Linked DNA regions of Mus musculus: region 1 is linked to region 2. A link is a contact called in public promoter capture Hi-C data. All regions are on one chromosome and are shown on one strand. Each heading gives the region's core, a stretch centred on a gene start, on an enhancer-like site or on the middle of the called end of the contact. The rest is flanking DNA. Distances are from core to core; before and after follow the strand shown.

Region 1 (6,513 bases), core at 3,272-5,771, 520 kb after region 2:
GTGAAGGTATGAATGAGCTTCTATGAATATAAGAAAACTAAACTCATGGACATTGTGGCCTCTGACTATGCTGAAGCTAGACTAGACATGAACTGTGAAAGGTCACAATTCCAAAGTCAATCGCCACACTTTGGAATAACTCCCAAGTCAAAAAAAAAAAAAAAAAAAAAACATGAGAGAAATTAGAAAAAAAAATTTAAATGGATGTAAAATACTCACAATATATGAAATTTTATGGAGTGCCAAGGAAGAAATCCATACCTTTAAATACTTGTATCAGAAATAGAAGGCAGAAAAATAAAGAAATCAATCAAAGGGGGTGTTTTAAAATGTAATAAAATTGATAAACTTTTAGCCAGATGAGAGACAGAGAAAGACAAATTCCACAACAGAAATAGAAAGGGAGACATCATTATCAGTCAAATGGGAATTAGATGGGTCCTAAGTTCTATAAGGAGAGCCAAGGGCAATAGAGCAGGCTAGCAATCGCACAACCAAGAGGCTGAGGCTGTGAGTGTGAGACTAGCCTGGGCTGCATAGCAAGACTTTAGTAAGAAAAGGGGGAGAAGAAAGGAAGAGTGTTCCTTAAATAATCTAGTGTTTATGAACTAAACAACTTAAGACAAACGGGTAGATTTCTGGAAATACTCAAGGTATCCAAGTTGACTCAAGATGACAACTAAGAAAGAAATTGACAATTCAGAATCTTTCCACAATGACAAGCCAGGATCCTGTGGCTTCCCTGATGGATTCTGGTAAATATGTAGTTTACCTAGTGATACCTGCAGCTACTCAGGAAATAGGGAAGGGGACATTTCCGTCGCTGTCTGATGGCAAAACCAAATTAACACAAGGATGTAAAAGTCCTTGAAAAAAAAAATACTACAAACTCAATGTTCTATCAGAAGGACTCTGCTCAGTGAGAATTAACTAGGAATAAGGCTCAACTAATGTAATATCCACAAAGAGGAAATATCTAACTATCCCAAAGAAAAGGTGCTTGGAAAATACAGTGCTATAGATGACAAAATCTTTTAATTTAATCTACAAAGGGAACTTCCTAAGCCAAGTATAGCTCAGCAGTTAGCAGAAGGGGACTGTGTCACACTGGGCATAGCCTGAGCAATAAGAGACCTCAAAATCTGCCCCCACAGTGACAAACTTTCTCCAACAAGGCCATACCTACTCCAACAAGGCCATACCTACTCCAACAAGGCCACACCTACTCCAACAAGGCCACACCTCCTAATAGTGCTATTCTCTGTGTGGGGCAAGCATTCACATACATGAGTCCATGGGCTATACCTAGTCAAAGCACCACAGAAGGAGTTTGTTTGTTTGCTTGTTTGTTTGAGGTCAGCAAGATGGCTCAGTGGGTAATGGAGCCTGCCATAAAACCTGATTGATTACCTGAGTTCAATCCTTGGAACCTATATGGTAGGAAAAAAAAAAAAAGAACTTCTATAACACTACACACACATACCAACACATAAGACAGAGACACAGGCAAATGCTGACAACAGAGTAAAGAAACTAACATCCTTAGTTATTAAAAAAAAGTTCCCTGTGCTGGCAAGATGGCTTAGTGGGTAAGAGCACTGACTGCTCTTCTGAAGGTTCTGAGTTCAAATCCCAACAACCACATGGTGTCTCACAACCACTCGTAATGAGATCTGACGCCCTCTTCTGGTGCATCTGTAGACAGCTACAGTGTACTTATTTATAATAATAAATAAATCTTTTTTTAAAAATCCCCACATTCACCAAAGCAACTAGTAAAGATTGGACTTCAAGTTCAGGGTTGCAGCTCAACAATAAAGCACTTTTATGAAGTTCTTGTTTCAATTCCCAGCCCTGCTAAAATAAAATAAGGAAGATGTTAAACATGGTCAAAGTAATGTGTAATATGTAAGAGCACAACTACTTAGGGGGCATATCAGTTTTAGAAAGTTCACATGAATGTCTCACCACACCATATTTTTGACCCCGTCATAGGGTTTTACTGCTGTGAACAGACACCATGACCAAAGCAACTCTTATAAACAAAACATTTAATTGGGGTTTGCTCACGGGTTCAGAGGTTCAGTCCATTATCCTCAAGGCAGGAACATGGCAGCTTCCAGGCAGGCATGGTACAGGCAGAAGTAAGAGTTCTACATCTTCATCTGAAGGCAGCTAGAAGACTGGCTTCCAGGCAGCTAGGGCAAGGGTCTTAAAAATCCATGCTCACAGTGACACATCTGTTCCAATGAGGCCACACCTCCTAATACTGCCACTCCCTGGGCCAAGCATATTTAAACCATCACAGACCCTATTTAACTGTCTGCAAAATGGGCTGATATTAAAAATGCCCTGTGAGAGAGGTGTGATAAACCAGCCATGTACAGTTGAACCACAGGTGAGGGTCCTTGCAGTCATTCCCAACTGCTCTGAAAGACACTAAGTGCCATCAAGCAGCACCTGAGGATGGTACAGCCCAGCCCGATGTGGTGACATACCGGGTACCACCTAAAACTGACTCTCACAGCAGGGATGCATCTCATAAATATCTCCATCCAAGTGAAAGCAACGCAGACAGAAAATCCCCACAGTGTCTGTGTGATTCCATTTATTTGAAATTTACAGGACACAGCAAATAATGCAGTATTGCCCGGGGCTAGGGTGGGAACAGTGGCTGCTTGTAAATGAGACCCGGGTAGGCTGCCAGGTACTCCTTAGCTGGACTGCAGGGTGACTGCACACGGTTATAACTGGCCAAAAAATCACCGAAGGGCGGGCTTTAAGTGGATAGACTTTATGGTGTGTAAGTTATGCCTCAATAAAGCTTTCTTTTATAAAGACAGAAATGTGCTTCCACATTGGCTGTCATTCCATGTGGGTCTACCCCATGTTGGACAGAGTGGAATGACTGTACCTATAGCCACTGGTGGCTGAAAGGCCAACAACATGTCCCAGCCTTCTTGCAGCCCCCTACCTCTGTTAGTAGCATCCCATTCTACAGGTGAGAAGAGTGAGGCTCTGAGACATTATGTACACTGTGCCAGGTCCCATAGCCCACCAATTGTCAAAGTCTTACCTTGAACTCCACAGCCTTCAGCCGCAACCCCACCCTCATCCTCTATGCGACGGCCTCCAGATCTAAGGGCCTTAGCTTCTCCAGATCTGAGCCTGCTTGTCACTGAACACTCATCTGGGACCACTCTGTCATAGCCTTGTCCTGCTCCTTGGATCCCTGGGGTGGTCCTCAGTCTCCTCACCCCAGGATAACTCTTCTCTGACTTCAGCTTTCCCAGCTCCCAGACTGGTCCCTTGCTCAGAGGTACCTACCCTCGGAGGCTCATCTTGATCATTGGCTATTGGCACACCTGCCTTACACATCCACTTCAACCTGAGAACCACTCCAAGCAATTGTGTTCAATAATAATTGACATGTGCCTATCACAAAGACGTGTCTCCCACTTTGACCCTAAGAAACTCTGGATATAACATTATCTGGAAGCAGGGTCCTTGTGAGTAAGATTTGCTAGGAATTTCAAGGTTAAATTCAAGCAGTCTGGTTCAGGGTGGATCCTAAACCCCTGACATCACATGGCCTTATAAAACATAGGAAAGAGAGCTAGAGAGATGGCTTAGTGGGTTAAAGCACTTGCCTCACACACCTGAGGACCTGAGTTCAAATCCCCAGAACCTATGTGAAGCCCAATGTGAAAGCACGTGCCTAAAATGCTGTCTTAGTCATAATTCTATTGCTGCAAAGAGACATCATGACCACAGCAATTTGTATAAAGTTTGCTTACAGTTTGGAGGTTTAGTCTGTTATCATCATGGTGGGAAGGGTAGCAGTGTGCATGGCAGACATGGTGCTGGAAGACCTGGGAGTTCTACACCCAGATCCACAGGCAGCAGAAAGCAACAGCAGGCCACTGGGTCTGGCACACTTTCCCCAATGAGGCCACGCCTCCTGGTTCTTCTCAAGTAGTGCTGCACCCCAATGACTAAACATTCAACTACATGAGCTTATGGGGGTGATTCCTATTTTAAACCACCTCATGTTTGTAAGCGAGATGGGCATGAGGACAGTAGAGTCCCCTGAACTTGCAGATGCAAACAGCAAAGAGATGAGAGCCCTGGGTCAAGGTTTGGGTTGTCCTCAAGCATTCCTGTGTGTGCTTTCACAAGCAAATGTCATACTACATATATGCAGTAAGAGAGGGAAGGAGAGAGAGAGAGGGAGAGAGAGAGAGAGAGAGAGAGAGAGAGAGAGAGAGAGAGAGCAGCCTTGGAGGGAAGCCTGTGGAGAGCAAGTGAAGAGGCTGGTGTAGTGTGCCTACAGTCTGAGGCGCACAGACCTCAGCAGCACAGCAGCAGAAGGCAGACAGCGGCCTCTTCAGACTCCCTCACAGACAGGAGTCTGCCTGCCCACACTTTGACCTTGGACTTGTAGCCTTCTCTCCTGTGACAGAACGCTGTGGTCATTTGTAAAGGCAGCTACAGGATAGGAAGGTAGGACCCCACACCCCAGCAGTGACTCAGCCTCAGCCAGTTCTATTCAGAGGAACCAGATTAGTCTGGGCCAGAGCCTCAGCAAGGCTTTGAGTTGTCAGCCAGAGCACCTGCCCTGAGGCCAGCAGGCATACAAGGCAAGTGATTTTATCCTTTCTGAAGACTCAGATGTGGCGCAGTGGCCCGAGGGCCACACCTGCCAGCTTGCTGCCCCCATTTCCTTGTGGCAAGCTCTCTGCTGCTTTTCTCAAGAGGCTTCTGTCACCAGAGCCAGCAGAGGTCTCCTGCATGAACCAACTACCGCAATCAGAATGACAGGAAACAGGGAGGTGGCATGCTCCCACACAAAGTGACTCATGATGGATGGAAGCTGTCAGTCAATTCCTGCTCCCTGTGGTGTGCAGTCTGTGGAAAGGCACAGAGGACTCATGGAGGAAGCTTTTACCTTCATCAAAAGAAGGAGCCGAGGACTGTGGGCTTGCTTCCCTCCATATCTAAGAAGTTCACACACACAGCTAGAAGAAAGCACATTTTCAGGGCAAGCCAAAGAGAAGAGCAGGTTTTGGGCAGTGTCTCCTGGTGGGATTTCCTAATGGAGTTCCATGATAGCAGGACATGACAGCCTCCCCATTGCGATGGGTGACTTCGTGTCCATGTGACAGTGAAATTCATACAAGTGTTTCAGCATGGCTCCTGATGTATCTGTGGTAGTGTTTCTGGGTGAGAATCCTATATGATTACAGCCACACATACACACACACACACACACACACTCCAGGGGGAAGAAGGATGGCATCCCAGGGACCAGGGTCTGGACAGAGTGGGTGAAGTAGGAAGGACCCTGCCACCTGCTTTTACTAGGATGTGACTATCCCTGCTCTTGGCACTCCCATGACTTAGGCCTTCAGACCCAGACTGGGGTCTACATCAGCCGGAGTGGCTGCTCTCAGGATGTCACAACACCACAGGCTCTTCCAGCACTCCAGCTTGCAGGTGGCACATCATGGGTTACACAACCTCTGTAATTTGTAATGAATACCATTCTTGAATTGATAGGTAGGTAGGTAGGTAGATAGATAGATAGATAGATAGATAGATAGATAGATAGATAGATGATTGATAATCAATAGTTAGGTGATAGGTAAATGATGCATAGATGATAGATAAAATGATAGCAGATACATGATTGATAATTGAAAATCAATAGTTAGGTGATATATAAATGATACATAGATGATAGGTAGATAAATTGATAGACTGGTGATGATGATGATGATGATGATAGACAGACATTTGAGAATGAACAGGTGAGTGATGGGTTGGCTGGTAAGTGGATGGATGGAAGGATGGATGGACAGACAAGCAGATACTAACTGTTGTCTCTCACAGCTATGTGACTGTGCCTGATGACACTGGACTACCTGCTAGGAATGGCTGGACGGGAAGTTCTGTGATGTGTATATTTTAATTACAACTTGTGGGTTCTTTTTTGTTGGTTTGAGACAGTCTCGCTGTGTAGTTACAGGCTGGCCTGATCTCACAATCCTCCTAACTCAGCATCCCAGCTCTCACTTCACTGGCCTTCCTTCCCATGCCTCTCAAACCGTGCAGATTGTTCTTTCAGACTTTAAAGCTCTTCCTTGCCAGCTCCAGCATGTTTCAAGGCTGGGAGAGTGTGTCAGGCAGAATCTTCCCTGAGCAACAACTAAGGGGAGGACGATCTTGTTCCACCTCTCGGTGGTTTCTGAGGTCTCAGATGTTGGTCCCATCCCTTGGGCCTGTGGTGAAAAGGACATCACAGCTGAAGAGACACCAGAGCAGAGAAGCCGAGCAGCTTGCCTTGTGGCACCAGGAGACTGAGGAATAACAGGAAGGAGCCAGGGCATGATACACCCACAAAGACACACCCCTAGGCAGGTACCTACTTCCTCCAACCAGGCCCCATCTTCCACGGCCTCCTCTAATAGCCAACTTAGATGCTGAAGTCATCAATGAACATTGGAAACATTT
Region 2 (6,217 bases), core at 2,660-5,159:
ACTTTATACACCTCAGTACAGGGGAACACCAGGGCCAAGAAGTGGGAGTGGGCGGGTAGGGGAGTGGGGGTGGGGAGGATATGGGGGACTTTTGGGATAACATTGGAAATGTAAATGAAGAAAATACCTAATAAAGAAAAAAATTACAATTATGAAATAACAAAATAATTTTATGGTGGGGGAGGTCACCACAACACGAGGAAGTGTATTAAAGGGTCGCAGCATTAGGAAGGTTGAGAGTCCCTGAGATGGAGTTACAGGTGTTTTGTAAGCTGCCTCAGCTGAACTCTGAACTCTGATCCCTTGATAGAAATGTAAGCATTCTTAAAGACTGAGCCATCTCTTTAGCCCCTGGGGAAATCATTAAACTCTAAAAAATGGAAGTGGAGCTGTATAAATGAACACAGCATACACATATTGCTTGAATTAGACAAACAACCATTTGTTGCATTGTTCCTGGGAGCAATGAAGCATGACGTCATGGTTTTGCCAGCATTCACAGGACTCCTGTTGGTTTTGGGGGTGTGTCATGTGAAATGTAATTAGAGAAAGACAATATGCACATTGCGTTGAAATTTGAAAAGAATCAGAAACTTCAAGGCTATCTTCCAGAAACTAAGCTGGAAGGGCTCGGCGCTTAAGAGCACTGACTGCTCTTCCAGAGGTCCTGAGTTCAATTCCCAGCAACCACATGGTGCCTCCCGACCATCTGAAATGGGATCCGATGCCCTCTTCTATCATGCAAACACAGCACTTATATACATAAATGAATACGTCTTAAGGGAAAAAGAGAGAAACTAAGCTGCATATGGTGGCTCACACTCCTGTCATCTCTAATCCTGGCTCTTGGGAGGTGGGGCAGAAGGCGTGGGAATTCAGGGTCATCTCTGCTAAGTTCAGAGTTCAAAGCCAGTTTGGGAACCTGTTTCAAAGAAAGAAAAAAGAAAGAAAAGAAAGAAATTGTATTGGCCAGACCCAGCATACAAGAGGCTGAGGCAGGAGGATGAGCCATTATTTACTTCCCTCCTCCTCCTCTGTATACACATGTGCTTGCATGTACACACACACATACACACACACAAACATGCACACACATGAACATGCACACACATACACACACGCATTCACACATGCACACACACATGCACATACACGCACATGCACACACGCACATGCACACACACATGCACGCACACACATGCACACACACATATGCACACACATGCACACAATGCACACACATGCACACACACATGCACATACACGCACATGCACACACGCACATGCACACACACATGCACGCACACACATGCACACACATGCACACAATGCACACACATGCACATACACGCACATGCACACACACATGCACGCACACACATGCACACACATGCACACAATGCACACACATGCACATACACGCACATGCACATGCACACACGCACATGCACACACATGCACACACGCACATGCACACACACACACACATGCACACACATCAGGCAGCTGATCTAATAGCATTACAGCTTGGGGGAGTTCATGGGACTCAAGCTGGGGTTGTGGAGCTCTAGGCCCTGCCCTCCGCTTCTGACACTCTCCTCCTCTCTACCTTTCCTACAAGTGTCCAAGTCACCAAACACGGACTGATACATGTGGTGTGGCTATCGTTTGGGGTGGGTGTTGGGGGGAACAGCCACAAGCAAACTACCAGTTAGCACCTGCATTTGTGTGTCTATCCAGAAGCTCAGCTCACCCACCGATGCAGGTCAACCTTGGCCGAAAGGGTGAGAGGCAGAGGAAGGAGAGGGAGCCGAACTGAAATCCTGGTCCTCAGAGAAGCCGAGGCGCATGCGACGGACGAGCCTCAGAGGTCTTCTGGTCCCTTGCTCAGGTTCTCAAGGAGGAAGCCTGAGTATGAAGGAGGAGGTGACCTCACCTCAGAGCCAGGAAAGAGATTAATGTCCTCCCCCATCAGTGTAGCACAGACCCAGAGTCTGCAGACGGCTCAAAAATAAATAACTAAAGGTATTTTTCATGAGTTATGATTCATTTTAGAAGAAAATATCTACAATTATGTTTGGAGCCTGGGGCACTGTCCACATCCACATTTTATTGCTGTGGAGTGAACTGGCCAGAAATCTATGCAGATGCCAACAGGGTCTGTCATCTTTGAAAAAGCCAATTTGAAAACTTGGACTGAATTGCTTGAGCTTCGGATAAAATAGTGAATGATGCCCTGGAGGACTCCTTTATGGCCAACCCCTTTCAACTCCAACCAGAACCAGTTACCCCCAACCCTCCCTGGACCCTGTCTGCTCATATGAAACGGGCCTGAGGCCACTGGAGGACACTCAGGATGACAGCATGAGAGGGTAACACAGGTTGGAGTGACTGGCCTTTAGACATTTCTGTTCTTAGAATGTTCCGGGCCATAATAGCCATCTCTCCCATCCTCACGCCACCTGCCTTCCCCTCCCATCTTCCTTGGCTCCCTTTATTTGTCTCCTTCTCTGGCCTTCCCCAAGCACAGCTGCTCTCATTTTTGAGCAAAGCAGCCCACCATCCTGCCTCTGTGTCCCAGCACAGCTCGTACAGCAGGACGGTGTCCCAGAATGTCTCGCTTTTCTGTTGTCCTGATAATACCTGGACAAAAGCAAGTTAGGAAAGAACGGTTTCTGTTGGCCCACGGCTCTCCAGCTGTGGTCCAGTCCTTGACTGTAAGGAAGTCACAGTGTCAGGAGCTGAAGGCTGCTGGTCCTACCACACTCACCTTCAAGAAGCTGAGGCCAATTAATACCTGAACTCAACTAGATGGCTCCTTTTAAAACAGACCAGGACTTGAGCCCAGTGACAAGTGCTACCCACCTTCAGTGTTAGTCTTCCCACCTCAACCAAATCTAGGTAACTACTTTGTACATGCATGCTCAGCGATGAGGTAATCCTTCACAACAAGTTAACAATTAACACTAACCACACCAATCAAACCCATTCCCAAGAATAGCTCTTCTCGAATAAGGGGCTGTACCAAGAGGCCCCAGTGCCTGGGCAAGCAGATCATCTGTTGGCTTGGGGAGTCAGACAGGAGGATTGAGGCTCTGCATGGACTCCAGGACTCACTGAGGAGCGGCAGGCTGGCCTGTCTCTGGAAGTAAGCTATTTGTAATTTGGGGGGAGTCCAACTGAGGTCTGGTGATCACTGCTGACTGGATTGGATCCTGCAGTGATCATGTATGTGGATAGGGCTTCTGATGAGGGTATCCATCCCAAGAGAAGCATGCTGTCTCCAGCCATGATCACAAAGGCTCTCGTCAGAGGCAGAAGGGAAGTCTTGGAGAAGAGGGACAGGTTGTGAAATAGAGGGAAATCCACGAATGTTGTAGAGATACATTCCAGAACAGTCCTCTAAGGCTTGGGCGAATTTTAAAGATAATTGAGATATGGATAAATGGAAATGGTAGTAGGTAGATAGGAGTCATGCCTGGTGGGGGAATGGAAAAACAAAAAACAAAAACAAGGCTCTGAGCAGGAAAGGGATGAGATTAATAATTGGATCCTGAAGTAGGACAGCGAAATGGATCTGCTTGGCACAGCACCTAAAGGGAGTTTTCTCTTTCTTTCCACCCTTAATGATACCAACACCCTTCGACCAGAAGACGGACAAGGCTATGAGGATCGCAATTCGGATGGCAAGAACCATCAGTTTTCCTTTAGAACCAATTCTAGCTTTGGGGTGAGCACCGAGTACCACTGAGCTTAGTCCACGTGGGCGCTGAGCCCGAAGCGAAATCAGATCAGCGCAGAGTCCCGGGTGCCGGCTCGGACCCACGGCCCCGCCCAGCCTCTCTTTGTTCCTCCTGGCCCCGCCCCCTCCGCCCAACTCCCTAACCATTGGCTAGAGGGCGGGTTCTTGCTGTTCAGGGGGCGGGGCTATGGAGGCAGGCGGGGCCTGTCGCGCCTGCGCAGAATCCTCCGGCCACAGCTCGCACCGGCGGTGTCTGGGCTCCAGGTCCCGACTGAGAGATCGCTGAGCTGCGCAGGGCCCCGCCCCGGGCTCCATTGTTGAGGCAGCGGGCGCTCCGCGGGCTGCGCTCCTCTCGGCCGTCCAGTGCTCACGAGCCACTGAATCCTGAGGTGAGGCGGCGGCGACTTTGAACCCGTAGCGGGGCCAGGTGTCCCACGATGTCCTCGGGCAAGGTCCCCAAGCTGGATGCCCTGGGCCGGGCAGGGTCCCCAGACAAGGCTGGGCAGGATCTCCAGGGCCGGGTAGGGTCATCGAGGCCCTTCAGGGTGTTAGACAGGACTGACCAGGGACTCCTGACAGGGCAGCGTCTCCGGACAGGGCATGGTCCCTATACAGGGGTGGACGGGGTCTCCAGGGCTAAGTTGGATCCCTGGAGGTCAGAGTCCCCAGGGCCAGGTAGGGTCCCCGAGGCCCTTCAGGGTCCCCAGACAGGGCTGGGCAGGGTCAGCGGGCTGGGATGGTTTTCCAAGAACTGTTCGAAGATCCGGTCATCCGAGACCTAAAGGACAGACCGCATATTTGGACTTGCAGGACGATCGCTAAGGCTGAACTGGGGTTCCCGGCTTGGCAGTCGGCTGAAATGGGTCGGAGAGTGTGCTGCCCGGTTGGTGGCAGCTGCCTTCTCCTCTAGAGGGACAGGAACACCGAGAGGGCTGGCCTGGATGGACCCGAGCACTCAGGAGTCTGTGCGCCCTGGCATTGTCTCGCCGCCGGGTGGCACAGAGGGCTCTGCACCTCCAGGTCCTGGCCACCCCACGAGTGGGCTCTTTTCCGGCCCTCCTTCTTGGGTGTAGCTAGTTGATTGTCACCAAGAGGGACCGGGGGTTGGGGGACCCTTGTGTGAGGGAGCCTTCCTGTTTCCCTATGTGGTGTGGATGGCTCCGGAGGTAACTACGTGGACTTAAGTGTGTGGGGAGGCTTGGCGGGTGGAAAGGCTGTTTCTGTCCCTGTATTGGTACGATTTCGTGTGTCAGTGAAGGTGACAGCGTGGACACGCGCGCATGGGATCCTGGTCCTGTGTCCCATGGCTTGTCGACCCAGGCTTTGCCCATTCAGTCCTGGCCCCCGCTTTGGGTGTGCATTGGGCACTGGAGTTTCGGTGAGGTGAGCGAAGCCCTGTGCGTGCTGGGCGCAGTTAGCCTAAGGTGGTGTGGACCGGACTTTGGTATTGTCTTTATTCAGTGAGTTGAAGCGGGGAGCGGGCGGGGTGGGGGGCGCTACACGGGCTCTGGAGTAGCCCGTCTGAGAACGTGCCCCTCACCCTGCGGGTCTCTGGGGAGCGTGGGGCTGTCACTGTGCTGGAAGCTGCAAGTCCAGCCATGGAGTTTCTTACTCCTGACTTAGGCCTGGCGACCCAGAGGCCGGTGCTGATTGGAGGGAGCAGAGCCTCTCTGCCCTCAGCTTCTTGATTTCTTCCGTTGGGAAGAAAAAAAAAATCTGGAAAGCCAGAGAGTTGACTTTGTAACTCCCAGTCAGCGCCTGGCAAGTGGAAGAAACTCTCCCAAGAACTTGGCGTGCTGCAGAATGAGTTTGAATCAAGAAAATCTACACCCAGGGAACCAAGCCAAAGCAGTTACAGTTGGAGATCAGATTTATGAAGGCAGCCCTGGGGTGAGGTCCAGGGAGGGGACCTGATGCTGCCCCTCAGGCTGGGCCCTCCTCAGCTACTAACTAATGTGGAGACCATTCATTAGATACTGCTTCTTTGAGCATTTCAAAATCACTTGTCATGTATCCAGGATGGTGTGTGTGTGTGTGTGTGTGTGTGTGTGTGTGTGTGAGAGAGAGAGAGAGAGAGAGAGAGAGAGAGAGAGAGAGAGAGAGAGAAAGAGAGAGAGAAAGAAATCAAGCCAGTGTCTTTCTGTGGGGAGAAGGCAGGCAGCATTTGGAACTAGGAGTTTCAATAAGCAACCCACAGTTTGTCCTAAAAGAGAGCCCAACTCTAATAGCAGGATAGGATATGAAACAGCTAGGAGCCATCCTTGTCCTGCTATAAGATGCACACTTAGTCTCTGCCATCTCCTACTTCTGTGCTTGCACCAGCTCAGCTCTGGGTGCTGAGCTCTGGCAAGCTTCTGCCTCATCAAATGTTCTCTCTGAGCCTTCCTTATGTTAGTTCTGTCCTTTAGACATTGTGAGTTTGGGCCAAAAGTACCTATCATAGCTTGTTAAAACAAACAAACAAACAAACAAACA

The links. Promoter capture Hi-C pulls out the DNA fragments that hold promoters and counts their contacts.
Region 1: a contact with region 2 is called in a promoter capture Hi-C map of hippocampal neurons, with 5 times the contacts expected there. The contact joins the enhancer-like site here to the promoter of Afap1 in region 2. A contact is called at or near these places in 4 of 39 promoter capture datasets (the 3T3-L1 cell line, cranial neural crest, hippocampal neurons and 1 more), 11 of 484 Hi-C or Micro-C datasets (the AML12 cell line, the C2C12 cell line, Sertoli cells and 5 more), 7 of 115 datasets of contacts at active chromatin or transcription factors (craniofacial prominence, differentiating embryonic stem cells, embryonic hindbrain and 4 more) and 1 of 9 other capture datasets (embryonic stem cells).

What each region holds. Positions count from the first base shown.
Region 1 is chr5:36,410,375-36,416,887 of GRCm38.p6, forward strand. No RefSeq gene overlaps it. Among named protein-coding and RNA genes, the nearest start is that of Sorcs2, 15 kb to the left of the region's middle. Within about 2 kb of position 4,522, at least 64 of the 459 cell types and tissues checked have an H3K27ac peak or open chromatin away from gene starts, as enhancers often do. A contact at or near this core is called in Sertoli cells, embryonic fibroblasts and hippocampal neurons, where this site is marked.
Region 2 is chr5:35,889,410-35,895,626 of GRCm38.p6, forward strand. It overlaps Afap1 (actin filament associated protein 1), which reads left to right and starts at 3,910. Exons shown (of 17, transcript NM_027373.2): 1 at 3,910-4,131.